2 separate regions of the Mus musculus genome follow, and region 2 is linked to region 1. The links are chromatin contacts, called in public HiChIP or PLAC-seq maps. All regions are on one chromosome and are shown on one strand. Each heading gives the region's core, a stretch centred on a gene start, on an enhancer-like site or on the middle of the called end of the contact. The rest is flanking DNA. Distances are from core to core; before and after follow the strand shown. Region 1 overlaps Capsl (calcyphosine-like). Region 2 has its middle 25 kb from the start of Il7r.

The links. HiChIP or PLAC-seq counts read pairs in DNA pulled down with a chosen protein or histone mark.
Region 2: a BATF HiChIP or PLAC-seq map of CD8 T cells shows a contact between it and region 1, with 8 read pairs. The contact joins two enhancer-like sites. A contact is called at or near these places in 1 of 15 datasets of contacts at CTCF or cohesin (large pre-B cells), 3 of 484 Hi-C or Micro-C datasets (the CH12 cell line, Th1 cells and Th2 cells), 3 of 115 datasets of contacts at active chromatin or transcription factors (CD8 T cells, large pre-B cells and regulatory T cells) and 1 of 9 other capture datasets (embryonic stem cells).

Annotation. Positions count from the first base shown.
Region 1 is chr15:9,453,960-9,456,719 of GRCm38.p6, reverse strand. The region is part of intron 1 of Capsl (calcyphosine-like); the gene reads right to left. Among named protein-coding and RNA genes, the nearest start is that of Capsl, 19 kb to the right of the region's middle. Within about 2 kb of position 1,274, at least 86 of the 459 cell types and tissues checked have an H3K27ac peak or open chromatin away from gene starts, as enhancers often do. A contact at or near this core is called in CD8 T cells and Th2 cells, where this site is marked.
Region 2 is chr15:9,553,649-9,556,774 of GRCm38.p6, reverse strand. No RefSeq gene overlaps it. Among named protein-coding and RNA genes, the nearest start is that of Il7r, 25 kb to the right of the region's middle. Within about 2 kb of position 1,759, at least 24 of the 459 cell types and tissues checked have an H3K27ac peak or open chromatin away from gene starts, as enhancers often do. A contact at or near this core is called in CD8 T cells and Th2 cells, where this site is marked.

The DNA of each region.
Region 1 (2,760 bases), core at 25-2,524:
TGTTTTTGTTTGTGTAATAAATATTCAGATATAGAAGAAGGTAACCTGGGCAGTCCAGACTTAGTTCGCACAGCTCTTACTTCAGTGGAAAAAGCCCAAGACCAAAATCCTAGAGACCTGATTTCTGACAATATCATGATGTCACTGACATCACACCCCACACTAAAGTGTTTCTGAATCCAAAAGACCCTTTGAGCACAACATATGTCAGGTTGGACTTGGCCTACAAAGGAGTCCTTTAAACCTATTCATGGTGAATATGAGCTTACCCCCCAAAGTCTCCACTATTCACTGCTTATGACAATATGGACCAGAGAACACACAGCACCAGGATCTGCTCAGCATCTGATGAGGGACACAGCAGGCATCACATACCACAGCAGGAGCATGCTAGCTCCAGGACCCTTTGCTCTTTTGTCAAGCCATACTATAGTCAATATGGAGATCCCACCTGTAGACTTCCTTTAACTTTAATTTTTATCTCAGAGATCCTACTCAAAAGTGCTATTGATGCATGAAAGGTGGGTGCACATTAGGAACAGGAACCAAAGTATAGATTGGTAAAATAACTTTCCTGCAAGTGGCCTCAAACAGCAGACATTGGACTTTTGAGTCTTAGCAGAACTCTTTCTCTTCCACCATGTGTATCAGCATGTAAGTGAATTTTTCTGGCACTTTCTTATGCAAAATAAAAACAGAGTTTGGGAAGAGCAGATACTGGGAATTGGGACTCTGCCTACTTCTGCCTTCTGAGGCCAATTCTACCAGGGATGATGTAAGCTGATATCTCTGAATATGACTTGATAAATTCAGGGGGGAAATTATAGCCAAGCATGGTGTTTGAAATGCCCATATTAACCATCCTTCTCCATAATTTGGTCCCTCAACTCATCGACAAACAACCAATATTTACTACGTTATGTCCTCTTTTCAATGTACCATCTCAGGCCAGGAGGAAAGAGGGGTACCTGAAAGAACCACGCTCTTAATTTGAATTCTGAGGCCTAATATTAAAGCAGAACAGGACAAAAAAAGTTTTCAGGACCTGGGGTTTGAAAGAAAGGCAGGATAGAGTCCTATTTCTGATAAAGAAATACACACTCAAGAGATCTGAGGTTTCAATGGCACATGCAGCCTCTGGATACAATATCATGATGTCACTGACATCACACCCCACACTAAAGTGTTTCTGAATCCAAAAGACCCTTTGAGCACAACATATGTCAGGTTGGACTTGGCCTACAAAGGAGTCCTTTCTGACGCATGTGACCACAGCACCACCATGTGTTGGCTCAGCATATGTACAGTTCTCTCATCAGAGGCACAGTTCTGTCCATGTCTTCTATGGATGTCTGAGAGATTCATTACCTCTAACCAGTTTGCTAGGTGTGGGGCAACGGAGGACACAGATGGCCTGGAATCCCCCTCTAGTTCCATGACCGAGCTATCCAAGGACGCAGATATCACAGCCCAGCACACGGACTTTCTGAGGTGTCACAATGCCTACATTTTACTCATAATAGAAGGTAAAAGTTATCAAGGCTAGAGCTATGAGACTCTGACAAGGCAGAGCACCATATATTTTAGACGATTGCTGTACCACATGCTTTGGACAAAGCAGAAGAGTAAATAACATAAGTGGACCAATCTTTATTTTCATTCCCTTTGTATGTGTCCATGGACATGTATGTCACATGTGTAAGGGTACACAAGGAGGACAGGAGAGAGCTGGACGCTCTGAATCTGGTTGTGGGTAGGTTTGAGCTGCCTGACATGAGTGTTGAGATCTGACCTAGGGTCTTCTGGAAGGGCAGCAAGTGGTCTGAACTGCTGAACCAAACCATGGAAGGCTGGTGGAGACTGAAAGGAAGTGTTGGAAGGAGAGATGGGGAAAGTATAAAACCAGCCAGGTAACTGACTTCCAATTCAAAGGAGCTTAGGATGAGACTAAGGGATGAAGGTGGACTACAGTGCTTACAAAAAGGAAAGAACAGTGATGTAGAGAACCCTGTGGGTGAATTGAAGAGAAGGTACAGAAGATAAGGTGTGCGACCAAGTGGAGCCTGGTGCATCCAATATGACAGCTGGACCCTTTGGACAGTGATGAATTCATTTAAAATGGCAAGTGACTGAACTGGGAGTTTGAGGGGAAGGGAAGACTAGGGTTACAAAGCTGTTGATTGCCTCTACCTCTCCCTACCCTCGCCCAGCTACACACACAATGGCAAGTGAAGGGGATATCCACAGAGCAGCAGAAGGCAGTGACTGGGAGATCTGGAACAGAGGCTGAGTGGAGTAGCCAGCCACAAAGGAGACTGGTGCACTGGGGCCAAGCTGGCTTGCTCACTCCATCGCTCTTTTGTACAGTTGGCTGCTGCCCCTGACAGAGTTCTCAGCCAGGATTTCCAGCGTTCTTGTCGGATGAGATGTGGAAAGTTGCAATTGCAGGGATCTGCTTCTGAGAGCATGTCTTTTTCTTGTTTTCTTTTCTTTCTTTCTTTTTTTTTTTTTTTTACAATAAAGATAAATTTATTTTGACTATCACGTGAAAAGAGAAAAGAATGATATGTGTCATAAGGAATTTTTTAAACATACAGAAAGATAGATGGACAAATGAATAGATGAATGGATAATAGATAGATAGATAGATAGATAGATAGATAGATAGATAGATAGATAGATAGATAGATAAAAGAGACAGAGACAAATGTGTCTTCCTTTTATCTTTACTATTTTCCTGCTCAAGAAAGCAAACATGTG
Region 2 (3,126 bases), core at 510-3,009, 100 kb before region 1:
GAGGCAGAGTTAGTGTAATTCTACCTACTCTTGGTGTCTCTAAGGACATTTTCTAGAAGTCTGAAACTCTGTGAAAACCAGAACATACTTTCTGTAGTTTACTTGTGCCATACAACTGGTTTAAGACTAATCATGTTGAAACAGACTCTCTCTCTCTAATATATATATATATGTGTGTGTGTGTGTGTGTGTGTGTGTGTATAATATATATGTACATATACATGTGTATGCGTATGTGTATCATGCTGATTTGCTGCAAGTTTCTTTAGAATAGGTTTCAGAGCTATCTATCATTTATGAAAACACATAGTAAGGGACCCCAAGACTCAGTTTGCTCTCAGGTCATGGCATTGTCCTTCCTCCTTTGGTCCCTATGTTCTTTTATTCCCCCCTTAAGATCTCTAAACACATGCCTGAATTTTCTCCAGATATTCACCCACTGTGTATGACAGAGCTAACCAATATTCACTCAGCCACATGGTAATCCTGCCCAAGCCCCAATGCCCAAAAAGAAACTGTCAGTGCAGTGTCCTCTTGGTCAGACATGCTCGCCATCACACTTCATAGCACTGTGAAATGCAGGACAGTTTTAAAGATGAACTATCTCTGACTCATATGTACATATATGATCATATCACCATGTGACGTGACATATGAGATCTTGGTCAACTTTATGGGAATCTCATGAGTCATGAGTCATGTGTAATTCTTAAATCACGTCTTCTGTACTCTGATTCATCTCTTCCTATGGTAATGCTGTGATTTTAGTCATTCACAACATGATGATAAAGTATAATATCTTTGTCAATAGTTGTTAGACAGGATTGTCCAAGAGAATCTCAAAACATTATAGACTCTTTCTACTGCCCTTGAATATTTCTTTCCAGAGGTTGAACATAAATCCCTATTGCTGGAGATACCACACATTTCAGACAGAGTTAGCAGACCTGAAAGCCTTCTCCCTGAGGGCTAGTTTCCATGGTGCCAGATGCAAGCTTCTGAAGAAGAGAAGCAACTAATAGTCTTATACAGCTATGATGCTTGTGAACTACAATAATAATCAACACAGCACAATATCCATAAAGGTACAACAGTGGCATACACACCTTAACAGTAACCACTAGCTTTTCAGATGTGGTTGGGAAAGAGGATAGGGAGTGGAAGAGAGAAACAGGATCAGGTATTGGGGGAGAACAGGGCTGAAGCCCCATGGGCCAGCAAAAAGAATAGAAATTGGCAACCTCAGGAGGGAGGAGATTGGGGGACCCTCTGGAATGTACCAGAGACTTGGGAGATGAGAGACTCTCAGGTCTCAAAGGGAGGGACCTTAGGTAAAATGCCCTACAGTGGGGAGAGGGAACTTATAGAGTCCACCTCCAGTAGAAAGACAGGGCATCAAGTGAAAGGATGTGGTTGCCATGCCACAATCAAAAACTCTGACCCAGAATTGTTCCTGTCTGAAAGAACTTCAGGGATAAAAATGGAGAAGAGCCTGAGGAAAAGGAGTTTCAATAACAGGTCCAAATTAGGATCCAGCTAAGGGGGAGGCCCCAAGGCCTGACACTAATACTGATGCTATGGTGTGCTTACAGACAGGAAGCTAGCATGGCTGCCCTCTGAGAGACCCAACAAGCAGCTGAAAGAGTCAGATGCAGATATTTACACTTAACCAATGGACAGAAGCTACTGACTCCTGTGGTTGAAAAGCTGAAGAACCTAAGGAAGAGGGCAACCCCACAGGAAGACCAGCAGTCTCAACTAACCTGGACCCATGAGATTGCTCAGACACTGATCGTGCAGACGCAGGCTGCACACAACAGCTTATATGAGGCCCCCAACACACATACAACAGAGGATTGCCAGGTTTGGTCCCAGTCAGAGAAGATGCACCTAATCCTCCAGAGACATGGAGCCCCAGGAAGTGGGGAAGGCTGGTGGGGGGGTTGGTGTGGGAGAATCCTCTTGGAGACAGGGGATGTGGTGGGATGTGAAACAGTCAGCAGTGGACCTGGAGGGGGATAAAGCCTGTACAGTAAAAAAAAAAAAAGGATTAAAGAATAAATAAAATTAAAAACAGAAAAAAGAGAAGAAATATAATATCACAAAAAATATGGAAGAAAATTGTTCCTGGTATTGAAAATAGATCTTAGAGGAGAATCTGCTGTATTGCTCACCACTGTACTGAACCAGTTCTCAGACAGTTCTGTGACACAGTGCTGGCAAGAATGACTGTGTGAGTGGCATACAGCACATGTGACAAGATGGTGCGTGTGACATCGGATGGAGGACATGATAGCGGTCAGGATAGGGACTATGACAGGCTTCTTTCTAGAGTCATAAGGCTAGTCTAGGAGGGCAGGTCCTCTAGGTAGTAAGAAAGAACACTCATCCTACAGATGGATGCAGTGCAGAGTGAGAACATTTTAGCACAAACATAGGTTGTGAAAACAGATAGGAATCTTGACCACAGAAGGTGGGCTTGGGATGTGGGAAGAGCAGATTGCCAGTTGGGCCTAAGGTTGACAAGGAAAGGGATCCAAGATGAGTGGCAACAGTTCAGTGCGGAGTTGTCCTTAGGTCATCTAGATAGGGAAGAGAAATCTGAGCTCCAGAGGGTGCTTGATTTATATATATATTTTTTTTTTCCATTTTTATTAGGTATTTAGCTCATTTACATTTCCAATGCTATACCAAAAGTCCCCCATATCCACCCACCCCCACTCCCCTGCCCACCCACTCCCCCTTTTTGGCCCTGGCGTTCCCCTGTACTGGGGCATATAAAGTTTGCAAGTCCAATGGGCCTCTCTTTCCAGTGATGGCTGACTAGGCCATCTTTTGATACATATGCAGCTAGAGTCAAGAGCTCCGGGGTACTGGTTAGTTCATAATGTTGTTCCACCTATAGGGTTGCAGATCCCTTTAGCTCCTTGGCTACTTTCTCTAGCTCCTCCATTGGGAGCCCTATGATCCATCCATTAGCTGACTGTGAGCATCCACTTCTGTGTTTGCTAGGCCCCGGCATAGTCTCACAAGAGACAGCTACATCTGGGTCCTTTCAATAAAATCTTGCTAGTGTATGCAATGGTGTCAGCGTTTGGATGCTGATTATGGGGTGGATCCCTGGAT